2 separate regions of the Rattus norvegicus genome follow, and region 2 is linked to region 1. The links are chromatin contacts, called in public Hi-C maps. All regions are on one chromosome and are shown on one strand. The core of a region is the stretch at or near the end of the contact, and the rest is flanking DNA. Distances in the headings are between cores, read along the strand shown. Region 1 has its middle 220 kb from the start of Opa1. Region 2 overlaps LOC134481019 (a long non-coding RNA gene).

The links. Hi-C and Micro-C count contacts between places; a contact is called where the count stands out from the background.
Region 2: a Hi-C map of the A7r5 cell line shows a contact between it and region 1, with 2.3 times the contacts expected there. The contact joins two enhancer-like sites. A contact is called at or near these places in 4 of 12 Hi-C or Micro-C datasets (the A7r5 cell line, Schwann cells, mammary epithelial cells and 1 more).

The regions. Positions count from the first base shown.
Region 1 is chr11:84,467,974-84,475,071 of GRCr8, reverse strand. No RefSeq gene overlaps it. Among named protein-coding and RNA genes, the nearest start is that of Opa1, 220 kb to the left of the region's middle. Within about 2 kb of position 5,456, at least 35 of the 93 cell types and tissues checked have an H3K27ac peak or open chromatin away from gene starts, as enhancers often do. A contact at or near this core is called in the A7r5 cell line, where this site is marked.
Region 2 is chr11:84,540,398-84,547,189 of GRCr8, reverse strand. It overlaps LOC134481019 (a long non-coding RNA gene), which reads right to left. Exons shown (of 2, transcript XR_010056167.1): 2 at 4,740-5,085. Among named protein-coding and RNA genes, the nearest start is that of Opa1, 150 kb to the left of the region's middle. Within about 2 kb of position 4,914, at least 9 of the 93 cell types and tissues checked have an H3K27ac peak or open chromatin away from gene starts, as enhancers often do. A contact at or near this core is called in the A7r5 cell line, where this site is marked.

The DNA of each region.
Region 1 (7,098 bases), core at 4,207-6,706:
ACTATGTAGCCCTGGCTGATCTGGAACTCTCCTTATAAACCAGTCTGTCCTTGAATTTACAAAGATCTGCCTGTCTCCACTTCCTGGGTCCCAAAGAGTATGTAGCACTACTCCAAACCTGAGAACGAGGGCTTTGATTGGCACCTCCAGCTTGGGAACCTATGTTATGCTTATTACTTTTCTGAGCCAACACAGGCTGAGCTCATGATTCGATGTCTTTAGAAGCTCCTCTGTCCGGCTGTGGGTGTCTGCCTCTCGAGCTGCCCTCAGTCCGTCCTGGTATTTCTCACCTCTCCCTCGCGCCCCCCACCCCTGCATCTAAGGCTACATTGGAGCCTGGCATGGTTTCAAAAAGACTCTAATACTGCCCCTCCTCCCGTCTCCATCTGCACACACTCATTCCTTGTCCCACTTGTGTACAAAGTGGTGACATTATTCATGAGAGCAACAGCATCTGCTGTCTCTAGAATGTGAAGCTCTGTGTGGTCTCAGGAGGGTTCTGTGAGACGGATAGGGCACTTTGTACGGGAGGGGCGCTTCCTCAAGGTTTATTACAAGTAACGATTTTGCTAAATGTCTTTGTGGACTCCTGGCACACATGGATTAGAGATTTACCAAATTTATGCAATTGTCCCTCAGTATCCATGGGAGATTGGCTTTAGGAACCCCACAGATACCAGAATCTAGGTGTGTTCAAATTTCTCCAGTACTTACATAAAACATAGGCACGCCATCCCTATACTTTAAATCATTTCTCCAATACCTAATACACTGTGAATGCAGTCGACTTGACTGTTACGCAGTATTGTTTAGAGAATAAGGAGAAAAACATTTGCACGCTCTCTGTATAAATATATGTTTCAAATATTTTCAGCCTGCAGTTGTTTCGACTCATGGACGCTGTACCTCCAGATTTGCAGGTCCAAATCTTTCCTCTCCACTCATCTTCCTCCAGTGTCAACCATCCATTAAAGTGAATGCCATTGTGAGGGAGTCCTTTGTGTGTGAGCAATGTTTCTCTGAAGGCATGCCTGGCTAGCCTCAAGGGACACGAGAAAGAGCCATAGGAACAGGCGGCAGTGACCCACGTAGACCACGGAGAGGTTCCTTCCTCTCCACGTAGCCCTGCTTCTCCTGTTCCCACGGAGTGCACTGAAAAGGATTGCAATTCCTGCTTCACGGGGCAGGTGTCCTAAGATATGGAAGGACAGCCAGTGGTTGGCACACAGCGATGGCCATCCCACTCCCAACTTTCACAAGCTACTCTTTCAGATAACACTTCTGGAAGGATCACTAAGTCGTTGAAGAGACAGCAGTTCCTAAGCTCCTACCATGTCGGTGAAGAGCTACTTAAGGACGAAATCTTTCAGAGTGGCCACTTTGCTTAATTTTTAAAAATTGTATTGCTTTTATTTTATGTGCCCAGGTGTTTTGCTGAACGTTATTTCTGTGTCTCACAGGCATATCTGGTGCCATCAGAGGCCAGAAAAGTATCCAATCTGCCTGGGACTGAAGTCACAGACTGTTGTAAACCAGTAGGTGGGTGCTGAGAATCAAATCCAGGACCTCTACAACAGCAAACAGTGGTCTTAACCACTATGCCATCCCTCCAGCCCATGGTGGGCCACTTCAAGAAGGTCCAGAATCAAGGTACTTTACCTAAGTTACAGCAGATAGCATTTCAGGGTCTTACAACTTCAATAATCTCAGACTCATCCTGGCAATCACAACCACTTATAGACTCGTGTGATTTTGTATCTCTAAGTCCCATACCTATATACTTTATTATATCCTATCTGAAAGACCTTTCCTACAACCATATTTCCGAGTCCTGGATTCTCCAGTGTTCCTTCCCCTCCACGGTCAATTTCCAGCCATCTTGTTAGAAGAGTAGGACCCAAGAGTGAACTCATATAACACTTATATGGGCAGTTCCTCTTCAAGTAAGAGATTAGAACTTGGGGACAAGATGCAAGGTCTCTCTGTGACAATTCGTTGGGTCACTATCCTGATGAATCTTAAACGTCAATGTCTACAAGAAGCTCTACAGCACGGCATCATGGACCCAAGGATGGTGATGGTGTTAACTATTTCCCAGCAGTCTCATGAGACTTATACAGATGCCATTGTTAATGACCTCTGGGCCTGAGAGCCTGAAGGTGGTATACCAGTTGTCCTGAGGGCCTGAGATGCTGAGATATACTCCCTTCAGAATCTGTCCTTGCATTTTTGCTTTGTTCTACGAGAAACAGGAACAATAATTTCCCATGCCACTCAGTCTGTGACCGCTTGCTATTGCAGCTAGGACTGACTGAGACAAAGAGAGATGGTGTAAGGGAATCAGTGGAGGATTGTTTTAAGAAGGGAGCTCTAGAGCATCAGAGGCTGAAGGCAGACAGACTTGGCTGAGTGGGTATTTCGGCTCAGAAGCCTCAATGGCAAGCAGAAGAGGTTCCAGGGCCCACAGAGTGAGAACCAGGGAAGAGAAAAAGGATGATGGAGGCTGAGGATCCAGGGGTTAGATGCCCAGGTATCACGCAGTGTGACTGCAGAAGAGGCCCTGATCATCAGTTAAGGTAGGCCTAGGCTCAGGCTCAGGCTGTAGACACTTGTACCGTTTTTTGCCTCCCTGGTAGATCATTTCCTTCTGCCAGCAATGCTGTAGATATCCCTCCTCAAATCCTCCTTTGAATTCCTTATGGCATTCACCATCGTGTCAGTTCTGACTGTGATAGTAAATTACTACTGACTGAGTGGTATAAGAAACTACTTTTTCAGTCTTTTGGAAGACAGAGGTCTGAAATCAGGGTACGTGGTCTGTGTGGGGTTCTGCTGTGTGCTTGTCCGGTTCTAGAGAGGTGGTTGTCAACCTTTCTAATGCTGTGGCCCTTTAATACAGTTCCTCATGCTGTGGTGATCTCCAACCATAAAATTATTTTAGTGCTATTTCATAACTGTAATTTCGCTACTGTTATGAATCTTAGTGTAAATATCTGATATGTACGTGACCCCTGTGAAAGGGTCATTCGACCCCAAAGGGGTCACAACCCACAGCTTGATACCTGCTGCTCTAGAGAGGCTTCAGGTCTGTGGGAATCCTTATTGGAAGGAAGAAGGCAAGAGCATTGCTTGAAGGCTCTCGAATCAGGGCATTAATCCTGCTCACAAGGAACTCTACTCGTGTGACCGAATTGCTTTCCAAAGTCCCCATTGCCTAATACCATTATATCGATGCTTAGGATGTCAATCTATGAATCATGGGGTAGGGAGACACAAAGATTCATTTTATCACCCCCTAACATATACCCATTACCGATTTAACCAGCAAGGATGCCTAAATTTACACTCCCTATGGGAGAGTTACTCACAGCAACATGTAAGCTCAATTAATTGCCACCCCATCCACCAATTGGTGGCACTCAAAGAAAGTGCCTTAAAGGATCCTCCAGGAATTTCAAGTTTATAACCCATGTTTGCTCTGATTATCTCTGTCGACTCAAAAGTCAAAAGGATTAATATCATATAGCCCAAGGCAGCAGCCATACCATATAGCCAAAGGCAGCAGCCATATTATATAGCCAGAGACAGCAGTCATATGGTATCACACTTCCCTTGTCATAGCACCTGTCTCACAGAGCTCTCCCCATGTTCCCTCTGACTTCAGAGGACTCCTATCTATCTACCCCTCAAGGTTTCCTCTCCAGCCTTCCTTGTGGACTTCTCTGACCTCATGAAGAATAGACTTCACCTTCATCTGGGCCCCAGCTTGCATGATGTTTCTATCATGTTGGTCACCACCTGGAGGGCTCTTTCTTGGTCAAGCCTGGGTGCTCCTGGCAGCAAGAACCATGTGTCATTCAGCTTCGTAATGCTTAATATTCGCCGGAATCTCAAAGACTCGTTGAATTGTGGGAAAAAAAACCTATGTTCTCCGCTTTCGGTTAGTTGGTTGGTTTTGCTTTTGTTTTTCGAGACAGGGTTTTGATATGTAGTCCTGGAGCTTGGTCTGCTGACCAGGCTAACCTCCAACTCATAGATCCTCCTGCCTCTGCCTTCTGAGTGCTGGGACTAAAGGCATGCACCACTATGCTCATCTTAAGATCAGGGCAGATGAGTTCCGCACCCACACAATCATCCCCAGTGAGCACACTTGGGAAGGCTCTGCAAACCTTAAACACTGGTGGCAACGGAGTGGGGAGGGGTGTGGTTCTCTGCACCCATTATGTCTTATCAGAGACAAGCTGGTCCAAGGGAGAGACAGAGAGAACATTGTTATGTCCGTGCTTGGTTTTGTTTCCGTATTCTTCTAGACTCTAGATAGATCCACAAGCTGGCTTTGGCCCTAGATCTTGATACCGACTGTGGTATCTTTGTCTTGGTGGGTCCTTCCTCACTGAGAGCATGCGCCTCACAAGTGCACCTACTGCTGCACCTCCCGGACATTGCACAAGCAAAGAGAGTTAGAGCTGGTTCCCTGGGCTTCCTGTAGGGTTTGTCTGGTACCACCCAGGGCTAGTAAGTAGTCAGTGAAATGTCTTTTCCCAAGTCTCTCATTCAGCTGGTCTCTCACTTGCTCACACTCACATTGACTATGTCAGTCTACCTCTTGCCTTGGTATAAAGGAACAGTCATAGCAGGGGGCTGGGTGGGTGAGGCTTCACAAGACTGTAAATATTCCTTCTCAGAGGAATACACAAAAGTAGCATTCAGCCAGACTCTAGGGAGCAGCTCCCAGCTGAAGGCCAGGTGTCCTTCAGCAGGATGGGACAGGCTTTCCCTGCTGAGAACAGCTTGTGAAGAAGCCCTGGAGATCTGCAAGTTGCTCAATGTCTCTGTGGCAAAGGAAACTGCGCATGGGCAGAATTGAAACCAGGGCAAGCACAGGAAAGAGGGGCACTTGGGAACCCACTGTTAACAGATGCTGAGGCAGACTATCTCCCGGCTCCCAGGCAAGCCATCGCTCATTAGTGATGTGCATTCACTGCTCTGGGCTGGTACCCAGGCATCGTCACCTTGGCAAGTCGCTGGGTGCAGGTGGCTTGCAGACATGTCCCCTGCACAGCCTTTTGGCAGCTGCTGATGGGACTCTGGAGCTGGAACCTGAGATCCTCCAGATCGCGCGGCAAGCCGTGCGAGCCCTTCCCTGCCGTGGTTAATTTTCACTTTTCCACAAGGACACGCCCTCGGAGGAGACCAGCAGCAGAGCAACGCCTGCTGGGGACCACATGCATCCCCAAGGGCGGGTGCTTTGCTTTGAGCCCTGAAGAAGCCAGGCTGCGAGCCTGTTGCTCCGCAGCTGATCCAGCTAGGCTGTGCGCGTGGGCCGGCCTCGCGAGCTGGGAACCCCCTGCCCACATGAAAGCGCTCGGCGGCTCCCCGGGCGCCCTCTCCGCCCGCGCCTAAGCCGCGTTCCCACCCGCAGCCACGCGCTGGAGCAGGACGCACAAAGGAAATGGCAAGGGCGTGAGTCACCCGGAGGCTCGGTGCTCCCGCCTTTCCCCGGGCTGCAGACCCACAAGGAGACCTTTGTGTCGCGTTCTGGTGGACGACCGGCACCCGCTGCGGGGAGGCAAGCATTTCAGGGCGCTGAGTAATGCTGGGGAGACAGGAGGAGGATCTATACGAGGAGGAAACGACTTTTGCGACCTACTAGTCTGCAAAGCCTGCTCCAGATCACCCTGTATGCAGGCTCAGAGAAGCAAGTCCTCTTGGCCCCTCCCACAAACCCATCTTGACTACTCATAATGCTGACCCTTTGCTCTTAGGGCCTGCCCTGTTTTGCAGGGTCATCTTCTTACCAAGGTGTGAGGGACTTTTCCTGTGCCACTGCTAACAGACGGAGAGGTGCTGAAACTATGTTCGGTAGTGGATGGAGGATGGAATGGAATAATTCATTTGTACAGATTGAACTAGTAGGGGCTAGTCCAACGTCTCCAGTTTCCAAGCAGAGGAAATGTCAGCCCAGAGGGACATACTCTTCCTGACTTGGTGGATTTTTACTGTGTGGTGGTTGCTTGGTTCAGGGAACGTCCCTGGGCATGACTGACAAGGGAGGGTTAGGTTTTAGTGAAAACCTGCAAGCACAGATAGGTAACACCCCAGGGGACTCACTAGGACCCATAAAAGAAATCAGAGGACAGCAGCCAAGGCTCCAGGCATTAGGGCAGTCACATTACAGGGATGCAGGTAAGCATGAACTTTTGCTGGGCATGAATGTTTAATCTACTTGGCCCCAGGGAAGGTATTGTTCCAGATAAAGGTGATTGGGAAGTCTGTGCCCTCCAGGACTCAGGGTTGGTAACTGACTGGTCATGGGCCAGATGACAGAAACTTAGTAAAAGCCCGCAGACCCAGACACTTATGGAGGTCCTTTAAGGTGTCAGCATCCCAACACCATATCACACCCACTTTCTCCCAGAGCCCCCCTTTCAGTTACCAAGAAACTAGGGTGCCAAACGATCTGAGGTTTTCTTCCTACGAAAAGACATTTCCTATGAAATGCCACATCCGGGAGCATATACACACCCAACATCTATAGACCTCCTTCTCATGGGGGAGACAATAACCTGCCACCACCCACCAAGACTCCTACAGAACAGATTCACAGCTAGGCCTTGCTCTGAAGTCTGCAATTCTTGTGCTGATTGCCCTCCCAGTGCTCCAAGCCAAACAGCAGGCTTCCTGTGTAGACAAGCTGGTGCAGCACACTCTGGGGCCCACCCTCAGGATGTAGCATTGGGGGTCAGGCAGTACAGATGCCATCCGTCTGTGGCCAGGATCATCCCCTGCTTCTGGTGTTAGCTATTTTCCAACAGAAGTCAACTTTGACTTAAGGATGGCCGTCCTCCTCAAAACTGACTTCAGAGTTTAAAGACGAGGGATCTAGGGGATGTTCTACACCCAAAGCTAGTGGCTGAGCAGCTGTGCCTCGATTCTGACCCACTCGATCAGCTGTACTCCTCCCTGGACACTACTAATAAGGAGAAAGGCCAGCACCTGCAGAGGGCTTGCTGGATGACAAGCAGTACTTGGCACTTGACATGCTCCTTCCTGTAACCCCTACAGCAACACCGTGAGACTGTTCTGACCCACATTACT
Region 2 (6,792 bases), core at 3,665-6,164, 73 kb before region 1:
TCTTGCTTCCGAGGTGGAAGGAAGAGCCGCATCCTTGAGTTCTTTCCGTTTTGTGCTCCGCCTCCCCCCACCCACCGCTCCCACCCGGGGCAGAGAAGCATCCAAGCCTCGGACGGCCAGGTGTTCTGGCAATGTTATCAGGAAGCCAGGGAAAGTTTTCGGTGTCTGTGAGCCCTCAGAGGCAGATGGAGGGCTAGTGTCCTCCCCACCACCTTCTAGGAAAGACTTTGCTCCCACGGTACAGCCCTAGCCTCAGGGTGGTTCTGAGTCGGGGCCGTGAAGCCACATCGTTGGACTAAGGGGCTTCTTGGGAAAGTTTCTCAAGATTTATGAGGCAGGAAATGCTTTTGGGAGAGAAAAACAGAAGAGGTGAGGTAAAGATGGGGCAGGGCTGGGCAGGGCAGGGCAGGGCAGGGCAGGGCAGGGCAGGGCTGGGCTGGGCTAGGCTGGGCTGGGTCGGGCTGAACAAGTCAGGCAGGGCAGCAGCCCCAGTAGCCTCCTGGCACAGGTGCTGGGTTGTACTGGTGGAGGGGACTGATCACCAGAACTCACGGTGGAGAAAACTCTAACAATGATGTAGAAGTATTTCCTCTTTTGCACTTTTCTTTTTTAATTAGACTTTTGGTTCCTTCTCTGCAAAATAGGTTCCTCACTCCGCAGGGAACCTGTCGTTTTCAGGATGGGCTTTGAGTATACTGCCGGCCGGCCGTACATTCCCCTCATGAAAACTCCATTTGCTGAGATCCGTAAATCTCACGCCTGGGCTGGGTAGTAATGATGAGTGGACATCTGGAAATTTCCCTTGGAGTGATACACCTCAGCTAGGTTTTCTTATTTACTGACTTCACTCTGGAGCAAAAACACGCCATCCCAATGCACTTTCCAGCCCACAATCTCAGCATGCAGTCAGTCATCATGTATAAATCTACAGACACCCAAGTCCCAGGCACACACGCACTTGCACACGCACGCACGCACGCTCTTTTTTCAATCCTCTGTCTGCTAAGCAGTGAATCCTCTCTAGTATGAGAGATCTGAGACCAGACTTAGCCCTCTTTTGGGTGAATTGCTGACCATCTTTGACCTCCCTTTCTGCTGGTCTCTGCCAGCAGGTGGCGCTCACAGCTCTCAGACGACACAATGGGCACCTAGGTTCTGAACTTCTGGCCTTCCCCCCACTCCCACCTTTGGAATGGCATAATTTGGGAGTCATCTATGGGACGACTGCCAAGGTCTTAAATTTTCTACGTGGGGTTTGGATAATTTTCTCCAGACGGCTTGGAGCACTGGAGAGAAGGAAAGGGGGCAGGGGCGGGGGTGGGAGTGGGCTGAGCCTCAGGGTGGGTCTGGTCAGGGCCAGGACAGCTTCAGCTGGGGCAGCCAGGATCCTTCTGAAAGCCCCACCTTGAGGGATATCTGAGGCGGGTGAGGATGGGTCACACCCCGTGAGGGGGAAATGCTTTCACTGGTATGAAGATGCAAAAGGATCACAGCACACAAATAGAGCTAAGAGCTTCCAAATCCTGCCTGTCCCTTCCACTCCTCATCTGGCACGACTTTTAACCCATGACAACCTCGATTGCTACACAGCACCATCCTGAATTTATGCTTATGAATTAGTCGCCGGATCCTTTTTTTTTTATTAATTTTTTATTCTGAAAAATTCTAAGCAGATACACGCATATAAATTTTTTTAAAATAATTTTTTATTCTGAAAAATTCTAAGCAGATACACGCATGTAAAGAATGATTTAACAATCCACTTACATCCGTCACCAGCTTCAGTAATTATGGTAATCAGTCTATCCCTCAACCTTTTCTGGAATGTTTTATGGCAAATTCCCGACATCATGTCATCCCACACCAAACCACCTAAGACTCCCCCACCCCCACCCCCACCCCACCCCCAGTGTTGTATTAAAGAGACCTTCACCCCAGTCAGCTCTTATTTCTACCTAACAAAGACTGTTTTCTATTTACCATAACCATTGCCTAAAACTCACAGGACGTTAGTTAGCGTCACCCAGGCCCTCCGTTGCACACCTAGCCCTTCTGACATTTACCACTCTCCCAGCCCAAAACTATGTCACCACCCACCCCATCCCCGCACCCCCACCCCATCCCCCGCTACCCCACTCCATCCCCAATTGACTGTGGCCACCTCCTGAGCATGGACTGGACATCACTTAACCCGGAGTCCCCATGGACCCAGAACACCACCCAAAGAGTCACAGGAAGGACTTTCATACTCAGAAGACACCTTTCTGATCATTCTGATCAGCACCAGTCGGAGGAAGCGTGACTTAAAAGACCAGACAGACTACATTTGCTTGTCTCCTTTGCTCTGGAGCTGGGGCCACAGGCAGGGAATGCAAACAATGTGGCCATGCCAGTCCCTGAGAGGTCTGGAAATGCTTTTCTAATTGAGCTGCAGGCTGCCTGGAGGGGAGACAGGGATGGAGAGCAGTGAGGGCTGGAAGGGCAAAGAGGAAGAAGGATGTCTGGTACCTGCCTGGGTGCTTTGAACCCTGGTGAGCTTTGAGACACCCCCACCCCAAGGCACCACCTATGGTGGTGAGAGAAGGGAGGGGCAGGGATCTGTCCCTGTTAGAGGTTAATCCCTGAGGTGTTTCCTTCATTGGAGCTCCTGTTTGTTCCCATTCATGGGGCCACCTTGAACCAATATACTTGCTGTGACAGGAAATGTGTATAGGGATAAGCTTGGAAACTTCTGCAGAGTGTTTGTGGAGCGCTAGACATCCCACCCCACCACAAACATGGGCGGTAAGGGGACTTACATTTTTAACACACTAGGATACACACACACATTCTACTTGGGCTCTCTCTCCTTCTGTTTTCCATCAGACAGCTTTAGCTGGTCTCTGGCTCTTCAAGGCCTCTGGTCCCCCACTCTTGTTTGTATTTTGGGGGCGACATCAAACAAGAGTGGCGACAATTGGAGCATGAGTAAGATGACGCCCTGCACCAGCTTAGTAGAAGGCACAGCTTGGGAGGATATTTGGCATGGCTGGCTGTCGAAGATTGAGGGGGTCGCTGTAGCAGAGGTGACTCACAAAGCCCCATGGGAAAGTGTTGCAGTCTCAATAGGTTAGAAAGCGGTTCCTTACACTCACAGGAACTCACAGGGCTAGTCAAAGCTTTCCCCTCCCTTTACCTGGGACCTTCTTAAGGAATAACTATTCAGACAAACTTTCTATTCCTCTGTTCCTCTCTCAACAGTCTGAGGAGTATCAACTGCCCAGAACGAGGAGTCTGGCTAGCATCAGGAGTCTAGCATCAACTAGCTTAGAACCAGGGGCCAAATTAGAGATGAGCTTCCTCTCCAAATCTGAAGGGCCAGGGACACTCAGGAGCAGAGAACCAGAGGCCAGTCATCAGGACACTCACTGAGCCATGCCAATACTTAGGGTTCCACAGTTTATTTATTTATTTATTCTTTAAATATTTTATTTATTTATTATATATGAGTACACTGTAGCTGTCTTCAGACACCAGAAGAGGGCATCAGATCTCATTACAGATGGTTGTGAGCCACCATGTAGTTGCTGGGATTTGAACTCATTACCTCTGGTAGAACAGTCGGTGCTCTTAACCACTGAGCCATCTCTCCAGCCCGGGGCTACACAATTTAAATACCACATTTAGACATTTAAATGTTTGCTGTGTGAGCCAGGCTGGCCCAGACTCCCAGCACAACAAACAAAGGGTTAGGATAGCAAGGGTCTTTTGCCTGGAGTGGGGAAGTGGGGGTGCATCCAAATTTAGGGTGAAAGCTTTCCCCCGTGTCCTCTGGGGCCTGGGACTAGAACAAAGTCACCAGAACCTTTGAAAAGAAGATGCCCTTGGGTCCCAGACAAGATGGTGAGCACTAGACAGATGTGTTCAGATTTGAGTGTGCACCTCAGGGATGAACTGGCATGGTTTTCCTTGAGGAAAGGCCCAGAGGCCTGGCTCAGAATCACCTGCCTGCCATTAACTTTGGGAGAGATGATCCCACAGATAACATTTCTCCCTACCAACAGTCTAGTCCTGTGTAAGAAGCTGAGGATAAGCTCTTGGATCAGATGAACAGCACACAGCAGCTCTCTGTCTTCCTGCAGAGGGAAGCCAGTGTCCCCAAGACAAGGACTGTGGCATACTCCCACACCCCTCTCCAGACACATAATAGCAGGTGTGACCATCTTCTTATACTGCCCTTATAGCTGTTTCTTAGGAAAAGAACTTGGATCATTAGGAGAGGAGACAGGGCTACATTCCCAGCCATTCTTGCAGCTGGAGTGGTCAATGAGATGTGAGCAGAAGTCACCAGGTGGTCTTCAAGGGGGCTGACTTATTGGATGGGGCCTCATGGCGACCCCTGCATTTTCCTACTTCCTTTCTGGAAAGCACTGAGAAGGCAGGGGCTTATGGTCATCTTGGCCCATGAAGCCATAGAGCCAAGAGCTCTAGGATGCTTGATGATCCTGTGGACTGCAGCCTCTCTACACATGTATTCTCAGACATCTCTGCCAATTGTGCCTGAATCTGGCAAAAATCATGGTGACTAGGATGTGGTTGGTCTGGGCCAGGCAGACTTCCTTACACACACTCATACACAGTGAACCCCTGATGCCTGGAGACGCACACAGGTTGTCTGTGGCCTAGGGGGTCAAGCTGGGGCTGAGCCTGGCAAAGGCAAGATGTTAAACAGTGAGTGTCTGTGCTTTAAAACAACAGTCTTAAAAGAAAGAAAGTTTCACCTTAAATTAGGGATCAGTTTGAGCCCTCTGGCTCTGAGGTAGGAGCCAGAGATGTCCTGGCTGTCCTGGGTGGAGGTGTGCGGGGTGTTGGGAGAAGTGGCTTCTTGGGCAGCCTCTTTCAAGTGTCTCCATCCTTTGGACCCATAGGGGGCACTAAGGAACTGTGGATCTTGTCTTCTTTCTAGCCGAGGTCTGTGCTAAGACCTCCAGACCTTCAGCCATCCCTGGAGGAGCTGTGGAAGAGGGATGAGGGCTAGCGCAGGGCATGACTAGGTTCTAGTAGATGGAATGAAGTCTTCTCTCACCTCCCATCATGCTTAACGATCTAAAATGTAAAAAGGGGAGAATATGTGATTCAAAAGCCCGAAGACAAAACCACTGACCTCCCAACTCTGTCACCCCACCATAGGGGCGGCCTTCTCCCTTCCAACCCCCACCTTAGATTAGGAAGAGGCCTGGGAGACCACTCACTTGGCAGCCGAGGAAAGAGAAGGCCCGCAAGGCTAAGCAATGAGTGCAAAGTGAAGCCAGCCACCAGCCGCTGCTCTGGGACGGTAATCTCGGTGTTCCAACTTCCAGTCTAGCGGCGCCCCCACCCCCATGCCCAACACGCCCCCTCCACTGCCTGGGCCACATTTGTTTTCTTTTCCGGGCCCTGGGGGACTCTGGCAGGGCTGGGGGTCTGATGTGAACTGGAATCTGTTCAATTTCACCTCTCATTGCGCCTGCCAGCTCCGCTGACGGAGGCAATTAGAACCAGACATCCCACAAGGGCATTCCAGGAAGCTCTCTTAAAATTCCACAGCGGCTGGGGACTTGCCTTTTCCTGCAGGGATCATCTGGTGTGTAAATAGCTAGTTGTGTAAGACACGGGATGGGAGGAGGGAATCTCTCTCCCTCTTACACACACACACACACAACACACACACACACACACACACACACACACACACACACACCCAATACGCATTCATCCACAGAGAGACAAAAAAATCCCAGCAACCCTATTACTTTTAACCTTCTGAAGGGAGAAGTTAGGAATTTACAGGCCTCCCCTGGGAGCATCTAATTGCTTGCTTCCTGGGATGGCTGCCGTGTTTGCCTTGGACGGTGGGTGGCAGGGACACTGGGGAACTAGGGCAAGACGTCCCAGGCTCTCTTCTACCCACTGCAGATGGCTGTTCCCCACTCTCTCCCCCGACTTCTCAGGGATAGGCTTGTAGGGGTTGGAGGTCAGTGTAGCTAGTAGTCATATATAACTACCCGTGGTCACGAGGAAGCCACAAAGAGGAAATGGGAAGGTGAAACTCTGGCTCAGAAGCTGTCTATTTCCTCTAACCCACTTTACACCCCTGCATTGGAAACGGGGCAGCCCCGGGGGCCAGGAGCCAACAGGAGCCCTGTTTTCCAAGCTCCCATTTCTCTGTTGTCACTTGAAACCTGGCTTTGGCCAACAATGTGCTACTGTGTAAGCAGACCCACAGAACCTTTTGTGGGAGGCACTGAGAAAGAGCTTAAAGGTATTGGGAAGACAGCTGGGGAAGTATGTCTACTTCCTCTCACCCACGGGGGGTGGGGCGCGGGGATGGGAGGCAGCTTCTCATAGGGACTTAGACGAGGCTAGCAGGGATGGCCTTCTGTCAAGTCTACATTCCCCAAGCTATAGAGCCCATCTCTTTGTTCCCCAGCCTGGGGTGCTGTCATCACCAGAGCACAGCCCCTCCCAGCTCCTCCTTTGACACTGGATTTTGGTGTAATACGGTATCTAAGTAGGAACAAAACAATTCTAAAGAACTAATTGCTATGAGGCTTAACAGACAAGCTAAAAACTCTGACTGCCTTCACAAAGATGTCCTGGGCTTTGGGATGAATTGGTGACTAGTCACTAGTTGGGGGTGGGTGTCTTCCTTTTGAAATAGGGTCTTCGGTGTGTACCCCAGACGGATCTTCCTTCCCATCCCACACTCCCAGTTCTGGGGTCACAGATGTGCCACCAACCCTAGCTCCGGAGCCTGCAATCGGTGACAGCATG